2 separate regions of the Dromaius novaehollandiae genome follow, and region 1 is linked to region 2. A link is a contact called in public Hi-C data. All regions are on one chromosome and are shown on one strand. The core of a region is the stretch at or near the end of the contact, and the rest is flanking DNA. Distances in the headings are between cores, read along the strand shown. Region 1 holds the start of KCNH1 (potassium voltage-gated channel subfamily H member 1). Region 2 overlaps HHAT (hedgehog acyltransferase).

Evidence for each region. Hi-C and Micro-C count contacts between places; a contact is called where the count stands out from the background.
Region 1: a Hi-C map of brain shows a contact between it and region 2, with 5 times the contacts expected there. The contact joins the promoter of KCNH1 here to the enhancer-like site in region 2. A contact is called at or near these places in 2 of 4 Hi-C or Micro-C datasets (brain and ovary).

The regions. Positions count from the first base shown.
Region 1 is chr3:102,799,169-102,803,381 of bDroNov1.hap1, reverse strand. It overlaps KCNH1 (potassium voltage-gated channel subfamily H member 1), which reads left to right and starts at 1,268. Exons shown (of 12, transcript XM_064509627.1): 1 at 1,268-1,377. The coding sequence starts at 1,305.
Region 2 is chr3:102,480,018-102,483,932 of bDroNov1.hap1, reverse strand. All of the region lies in intron 8 of HHAT (hedgehog acyltransferase), which reads right to left. Among named protein-coding and RNA genes, the nearest start is that of HHAT, 74 kb to the right of the region's middle. Within about 2 kb of position 1,607, at least 1 of the 2 cell types and tissues checked has open chromatin away from gene starts, as enhancers often do.

The DNA.
Region 1 (4,213 bases), core at 19-2,518, 320 kb before region 2:
TGCAGTGAAGTTGTCACCTGCCTGTAAAATAACCGCAGAGCTCTTCCACCCCTCAGCTCTCCAAGATACGGCGGCTGCATGCCATCATCTTTCGGTTATAGCCACAGGCCAGTCTGCCTGGCTAAACCGAAGGGCCCTGAGACCCTTCCCGGGCCGTACACCACATGGCGCGGCACAGCTCATTTGCAGAGCTGAATGCTCCTGCGTCCCCAAACAGCGCGGCTGCGCTCAGGCCAGCCGTGGTGGTCTCGGCGGTGCTCTGACCTCTGCCTGAGCGCCGTCAGGGAGAGCGCGGGCTCTGTTTGGGATGCTGCTAGCAATTAAAATGCCTGGGTGGCTGTGGACCATTGTCCTGGTCTTGCTTTATTTGCTAGTATTGTAAAAATCATGTTTTTTTCCCCTACGTGATCACACAAAAGTATATTATTGTCTTGGACATGCCCTGAGATGCAAAGTCTGTAGGTACTGCACTTAATGAGGCATTACAGCAAGTCACTGCCAACAGCAGCAAGAAAGCCTGTTGTTAAAAAGATCTGAGTATTTCCCATTTACTGATAGATTGGTAAAGGGGAAAGAACAAAGCAGTTTAATCCCTGAAGGAAAAACCTTTGTAAATTAAACATTTCAGAGACATCAAAGATGTTAAGACCTGTCAAAGGTTATATTTAAATACTTTATCACATTGACTGAGCTGTTACTGGTTTGACCACGTAACACTTAGTAACCTTTTGAAAAAAATCATCTTGGGAAAGAACCAAACCTAAGGTGGGATGACAGAGGCAGTCACCAGCAGCAGGCCCGAGTCAGCTGGAGTGGGAAACCTCTGCTGCTTCACGGCGCGTCGCACCTAGCCCCGGAGGCCCTGGCGCCTGGGCGCCGCCGGTGCTGCAGGAGGGGCCGCTGCCCCCCGCGCGGGCAGGCTTCCCTCGGGGCCGCCGCGAGGGCCCAGGCCCCGCGGCCGTTGGCCCCGCGGCCGTTGGGGCGCCGTTCCCGCCGCTCCTCGCGCGCCCGCTCCCGGCCCTCAGCGGGCGCCGCGCCGCCGCCAGACGATGGCGCTGCCGCACCGGCCTTGCGGCGGGCGGCGACGCGGCGCCGGGCGGCAGGGAGCGCTGCGGGGAGGTCCGGCGGCGGCGGCGGCGGCGGCGAGGCTGCGGTGCGCGGGAGGCGGCGGGCGGGCTGATGCCGCACAGCCGTGCCGGTTCCGGCGGAGGCATGAGGCGCGCGGGGCGCGGGGCGGCAGCGGCAGAGCGCGGCGTCGCGCGGCCCTGAGCGGAGTGCGGGCGCGGCGCTCCCGCAGCGCGACGATGGCTGGGGGAAGGCGGGGGCTGGTGGCGCCCCAGAACACGTTTCTGGAGAACATCGTGCGGCGGTCTAACGGTGAGCGGGGGCGGGCGCCGCTGCCCCCCAGCCCCCAGCCCCGGGCAGGGACCGGGGAACCGGCGCGGCGCGGGAGGCGCTCTCCCCGCGGGGCGCCCCCGCGCCGAGGGGCGTTGAGCCCCGGCCGCTCCGAGGCGGTGCCGCTGGAGCGGAGCCGCTGCCGGGCTGCGCTGCCCGAGTGCTGCGGGGAGCCCCTGCCGCCGCCGCCGCCCGGGGAGCCGGTGCGCCGAGGGGGGCGGCCGGCGGCGGCTGCAGGTGCGCCGGCTCGGCGGGGCTGCGCCTCCAGCCGGGCGGGCTTGCCGGGGGGCGCCCGGGGGCAGCGGCCGGGCCGGGCCGGGCCGGGGGACGCGGGGCGCCGGCGGGGGCCGTGGCGGCGAGGGCAGCGCGGGTTGGGCCGCCGAGGTGATGCGGAGATCCAAGATGGTCTCTAGGAGGGGAAAAGCCGGCGCCGGGCGATGGGAGAGGGCTGCTCGTCTGAGTTGGACGGAAAGGTTCCTCATAAGTGAGGAGAGAGAGTTTGCCATTTTGAGGACTGAGGGGAGATAAATTTTTATTTACTTACTTATTTATTTTTTGCTAGTGTGCTGTAGCCAGGTCTTTCTCTTGGAAAACTGTGGAGTGGAAAATGCCTCGAATTTCACAATTGCATGCAAATTGACATTAATGTTATCCAGATTCTTTCGCTTGGAGACTTAGCAAAAGCTGCTCCCTCAGTAAGCCTGCGACCGTGAGGGCATTTATGCATCTGTTCAAACCTAAGCATGTGCATTTCTTAGAGCTCTGAGCCCAAGTTCTGCCATTTTTAATGCTTCCGTTGACTTCAATGGGGTTACTTAAGGGATTAAGAACTTATGGTGTGATGAAGAATATGCAGGATCAAGCTCCTTATGAAGGCAAGACAAGATGACTTAATTATTTAAAAAAACATAGTCAATTTTGTTCTGATAAGGCAAAGACAACTCTTTTGTTAAGCAGCTAAACCCTCAAATTATCAAAGGACTGCAAAGGATGGTTTGCAAGTCTTTTTTTTAATTATGGGCTATTATTGGAGAAATAGCCTTTGATAAAAACCAAGACGAACATATTTTCACATAGAATTGCAAGACTCCATATATAGGTTGTTTTCCTCCCCAACTTTCCTATAGAAAGGGTTGAAAACTGCGTGTCTGAAAAAATACCAGCCATCCTTATGGTGAATCCTGCCGTCTGCTTTGTAAAATGAAATGTTGCATTTCATTACATGCAGACTGTTCCTCTGATCTTCCAACACCAGTTATCTAATGCTTTTCTCTAGCTGCCTTGGGTTTGTGAATAATTTTCTTCGTTAAAAACCAAATTTCTCCACTGACTTTTAGTGCTAAGAGCTTAATTCAACAAATCAGTTGAGGGCTAGAGATGGGGGCGGGGGGGGGGGAAGGTCATGCAGTAGTAGCTATGCTCTGTTTTTCCCCCTCTTCCCTGGTTATTAAGACTGTGTCATAACAGAGCCTGGTGCTAGACGGCACAGGTAAAACGGCAGCACTCAGTTTCCAAATGCTCAGCAAGTCCTGAGGGCTGTAATAAGTACAAGTTTTTAGATTAAGTCTGATAGGAAGTGATGCACAGTTCAGACGTATTAGGAGAAGCTTTGGGAAGTGAGTCAGGTTTAGAAGCCCATTCCTTCTATAATGTGCCTTCTAGCTTTTGCTGGGCCCAGTCTAGCTGTGTTGTAAATGCGATGGCATCACATAAAATTGCTCTATGAATCAGTTCAAATGTGGGACCTTCAGCCTCTTCTAACCTTCATCTCTTTCAATGTAGCCTCCTTTCTCTCTGCATCTGGCTTGACTGTGTTGGTCAGCATGGGGGCAGTATGGAGACGTTCCAGTTCCTTGTTGCCTCTTTCTTCTTGGCCAGCCTACTTGGCCTTTGGGATGCCCACAGGAGGAGCGCTTAAATGGGCCTGTAAAGTTTGAGGTTTGGCTCCTCCTTCTCGGTTTCATTCAATTGGGTAGTAATGTGACCCACAGTGAAACTCTCTAGGTCATTTGGGATTTGCCAAATAAACCTTGGGCTTGTTGTCAAATTGTATTTTCTGGCACCTGCAAGTTAGGTAGTGCCAACAGATATTAAATTGATATGGATATATGAATATTCCCACTTTGAGGAGGATTCCCTTTCTCCTATGGGCTTGTTGTCAAATTGTATTTTCTGGCACCTGCAAGTTAGGTAGTGCCAACAGATATTAAATTGATATGGATATATGAATATTCCCACTTTGAGGAGGATTCCCTTTCTCCTATGGAAGGAGAGGAATTTAGTCATAGAGCTGAAACTGATACTGGACAAGTGTTTTACGTGTGGTACTTGTACATCCATCACAGTTGCAGATGAACTGCAGAAAACACTCTCTTGCTATGTGTTGTACACTGGGGGGGTTAACTCAGTGAAAGGGGCCTTATGGTAATAAAGTAATTGGCATGCAACCACTTTCGGAAGCACTACTCTAAAGACAACACTAATTATGCCATTTTTACCAGTAATTTAGCAAGTAATTCTTTGGACAGCATTTTATATTAGATGTGAGACTGGCAAGATGATTAATGGCTAAAGGTAATAGCGTATGTAAGCATGCTTACATGAGAGGTTGAGAGTTTTTCCCTTAGGGTTAGAATTTTGTTCATATTTATATTGCACCATCTGCAGCAAGATATGCTCCAAACTCCCATAGTCCGAATTGTCTCCTGAAGAGTTTTTAGGGGCAAGAGCTTCTCCTTAGGTTGCAAATAAACTGAGAGAGACCACTGGTTCCTTAGGTTCTCATTCACTAAATGCCAGCCAGAGGACTATGTTACAG
Region 2 (3,915 bases), core at 358-2,857:
TGTTATCAAGCCTCCTACCTTCGTCCTTTCTTTTTGCCCTTTAGATTTGTTTCTCATGCCTACTCTTTGCATCTTGCATAGATCTAATGTAGATCTTACAGACTTCCTTAGCTCTACAAACTCACTTGGAAAATTCAGAGACCCTAGAACTACGACCTTGAACTCTACTTATACTTATGCATAAGAGCTTACAGGATCAGGGACAGAGACTGAAAGGCAGACTGTCATCTACCATACAGGGTACTGGAATATTGATCTTAGTGAAACTGCTGCATGCTACTGAAGTACCAAAAATAAGCAGTAATAGTATCTATTTTGGATACAGATAACTCATCTGTTAATGTACTATCCAGATAGGATGATCTGAGAGCGTTTTGTAACTTACAAATTCAGATTAAAGTTAAGGGGTTGGTGTTTAAACATTCTGTATCACAAGCTGTCTCAGTAACACATCTCTGCAAGCCTGCAGACAACATTCAATCATTAAATTTTAACAAATCACCTAACTAGATGACTGTCTAACTATGGAACCAGGCGAGGCCAAGCCAGCTGACCTCAAGCACAAATATTTGAAGAAGAGCCATAATCTTCAGGAAAGGATTCAAAATACTTAAATCCACAAAAATGCTCCAAGTTGTAAGGTAGCTAAGGAAGACAAATGTATGCAAGTTTTACTGTTTTGTTGCCCAATGAGATAAAGAGAATCATTCTGTATCTCACTGTTTCAATCCGCACTTATTTTGAGCAGCTGCTCCTAGTACCTCTTACCACACACAAACTACCCACTGTCTGAATTAGTACTTTCAGGAAGAAAAGGCAGACATAAAAAAAAAAAAAAGCAGAGGAGATTAATATATTAAAGTGTTATCTCCTCAGATGCAGACCACCTAGAATAGGACTGTCCTGCAAAACTACGAGGCCAGCCTTATGGACTGCCGTCACTCCCTACAACATTCGCCATACAAAGAAAGATGACAAACAGATCACAGCTTAAACACGAAAAGCTTCATCTGTTCCCAAGCTTAGCTGAGTGTAGAGGAGGTACTAGTGCAGAAAGACAAATTGCAGCACTTCAGGTACTGCCAGACAGTTCTTTGGGCCTGCAGCTAGGTAGAATATATTACAGCAGCCTCTAGGTTGCTCTAGTTTATTACAGATCAGGTGAAAATTGACTCCATGCTGAGGAATTGCAATTTAGCTGTATGCACTCCTCCACACCCACAAGAGTTAAGAAAATAGGACTATATGCTAACACACAGCATAAAAGTCTACAAAACGTTAGGGCAAGGCTACCCTCTCGTGGCAACAATGTTGCATAGCAGGTGAACCAACCTGAACGCTTCCTAACAGAGCTAAGGCAGCAGGGCTGCCTCTTGAAGGCATGATACTCCCAGACTCAAAATAAAACTCACATTAAATACAGAAAACCTGAATGTCATTTTGGTTTATCTGGATTGATATTTCCAATACTATCAGTACTTTCTAATTTATTGAATTAATAGACAGTCAGATAAAGCCATTTTAATTTAAGGATTTATTAGCCCTGCATATGGCAGGGGAAACAGGACAGGTGGTGTATAACATTTCTTTCAAAGGGGAGGATGAAAGGTAACCTCACAGCAGCAGCTGTTAAGATTACAAAGGTTTAGCCTGAATCGTGTGCTGGCTAAGGTCTCATTTATGGCAGTTACACTGCATAGAACTAATTTACCAGAAGTCGGGAGTAGAAAAGAATGTTTTTTCATCCTGTTTTTCCATGTTTTTTTCCAACTCTGGTCTACGTTTTAACACTGCCAATACACTGTCATGGAAAAGTGACACACAACTTTCTGAATCACATCTAAAACATACATTTTTTATGAAATGAAAACATACAACGTTTCAGCCTTGAAACTGAAATTTGTTTTATACCAATTGCATCCTACTACTTCAAAGTTGTAACTATGTCTCTCTGCATGCCAAAGCTCAAATACAGTTCACAACACGAGGAATAAAAAAAAACATTAAATACGAAAAATTAAAATGAAGTAATCAAAAAAACAGAATTAAGCTGAAATTTGTTAGTACGTTTAGACTTTGGTTTAAAAAACCCTTTATACATATGCTTAGCTTTAACTACAAGTGTTTGGTAGAACCACAAGCACTGCATAAATAAAAAAAAAGGTTTTTTTTTTTGATAAATACTGTTTCTTATACATTCAGTTTTGTGTGAAGCAATCTGAAATGCAGGTTGCTTCAGTTATAAAGGAAGCAGAGATGCTCAGAATGAAATTGCATGTAAATTCCAGGCAAATTCTGCACTTCATAATCAGAGTCAGGAGCCAAAAAATGTATCTGTGACATAATTCCATGGACTTTACCAAGAATAAATTCAGAATCTCAGGTGGTTCAAGACTACTGGCCACATACTTTCTTCTGTTATATTGAAATATACCCTTTGATCTATTTCCATTAAACTACTCAATAAAATTACTAAAAAGTGTCCTGAACTGATCTCAAAATATTTCATTTTCCACCAACTGCATATTTCCTGCTTGAAGACAGTAACTCAAACACACTGCCACAAAAATAACAAACTGTTTTAATTCACAGTTGCAACACATAAACACGATGAGATCTGTACCTTGTTAATCCCGACTTCCCCACTCCAACAGTTTAAGTTAAATGTCACATTTACATAACATTTACATAAAGATTCAGTTTTGTTTATACAAAACAGGCCTTCTTTTTGCAACATGCTTGATTATAATTCATTATGTAACAACAGATTGTTTTCTCTATTAAAAAAAAAATTAATTCTGAGAAGGCATTTGAGAAATTGTAGTTGCTCTGAAGCAATTTGGAATTATTCTTCATTATTGCCTGACCAAGATTTTACTTATGACAACCTTAGTTTTTTGGACATACTTATGTCTGTTACACACAGCAAAAGAACATTATTCAAAGAGCCCCCCACTACAGTCCACAAGAGTTTAGCTGTAGACTCTTAACAGCAAGAAGACTGGGTCTTGCTGTTGGGACCTTTTTAGAAGCTTCTAAGCGTTACCTAGTTTTGTTACGCCACTTGAGTGACTTCAACGGGAACTGAATTAGACCAGTGCTGACCATTTCCAAAATTGCCAACGTCAGCATACATTGCAAAACTTTTCCACCATTTATGAAAACAGAGCTCTCAGAACTCCGCAGCATGGCTGAATGCAACTACAATATTTTATGAAAGACCTACAGCTTACAGCTCCTCCATGCAGGGGTCCTTACGGATAAATGCATTGCAATTCTCTTCTGTATTTTAAAGCTTTAAAATCACTTCCACTGAAACCGTAAAGCCCTTTATTGAAAGTTAATTTAAACGAAAAGGAAGAATTCCTAAGCTAATTTCACTACTCCTTTATAATAATATGTACACTTTAACCTTAAAACTACATAAATATTAGACAGAAACTCATTCAATCACATCAGGGAATTACTACAGTTGCTTCCATTAGCCACAAGACATTGTTGATAGCTGAATGTGCCTAACTTATGTGCCTAAACAAACCTAACTTATTTAGTCACAAAATTTCAAATAAAGCTCTTCCAGTGCTATTTGCAGGGCTGTCTCGAATACATCATATCCACATCACAAGATTTACAAGACTGTTCTTCTTACCTCCCTGGCTATAGAGGTAAAGTAATATTTCCCATGCACCTCAATTTTGTCACTATTGTTACTGTGGGGCTTCTTTGTCCAGAGGATGTTTTTGCAAGGTAACTTGGAAATATGTGTTAGTCTGATCTCCTCTAGAAATCTGTTTCACAGTTGGACACCCTTGACTAAAAATACTTTTTCTGCTATTTTCACTAGTTTTATCTGCGCTTCTCCAGAACAACACAGTGATCCAAGTGGGTCAAGGCTGGCGAACAGTTGCTACAGTC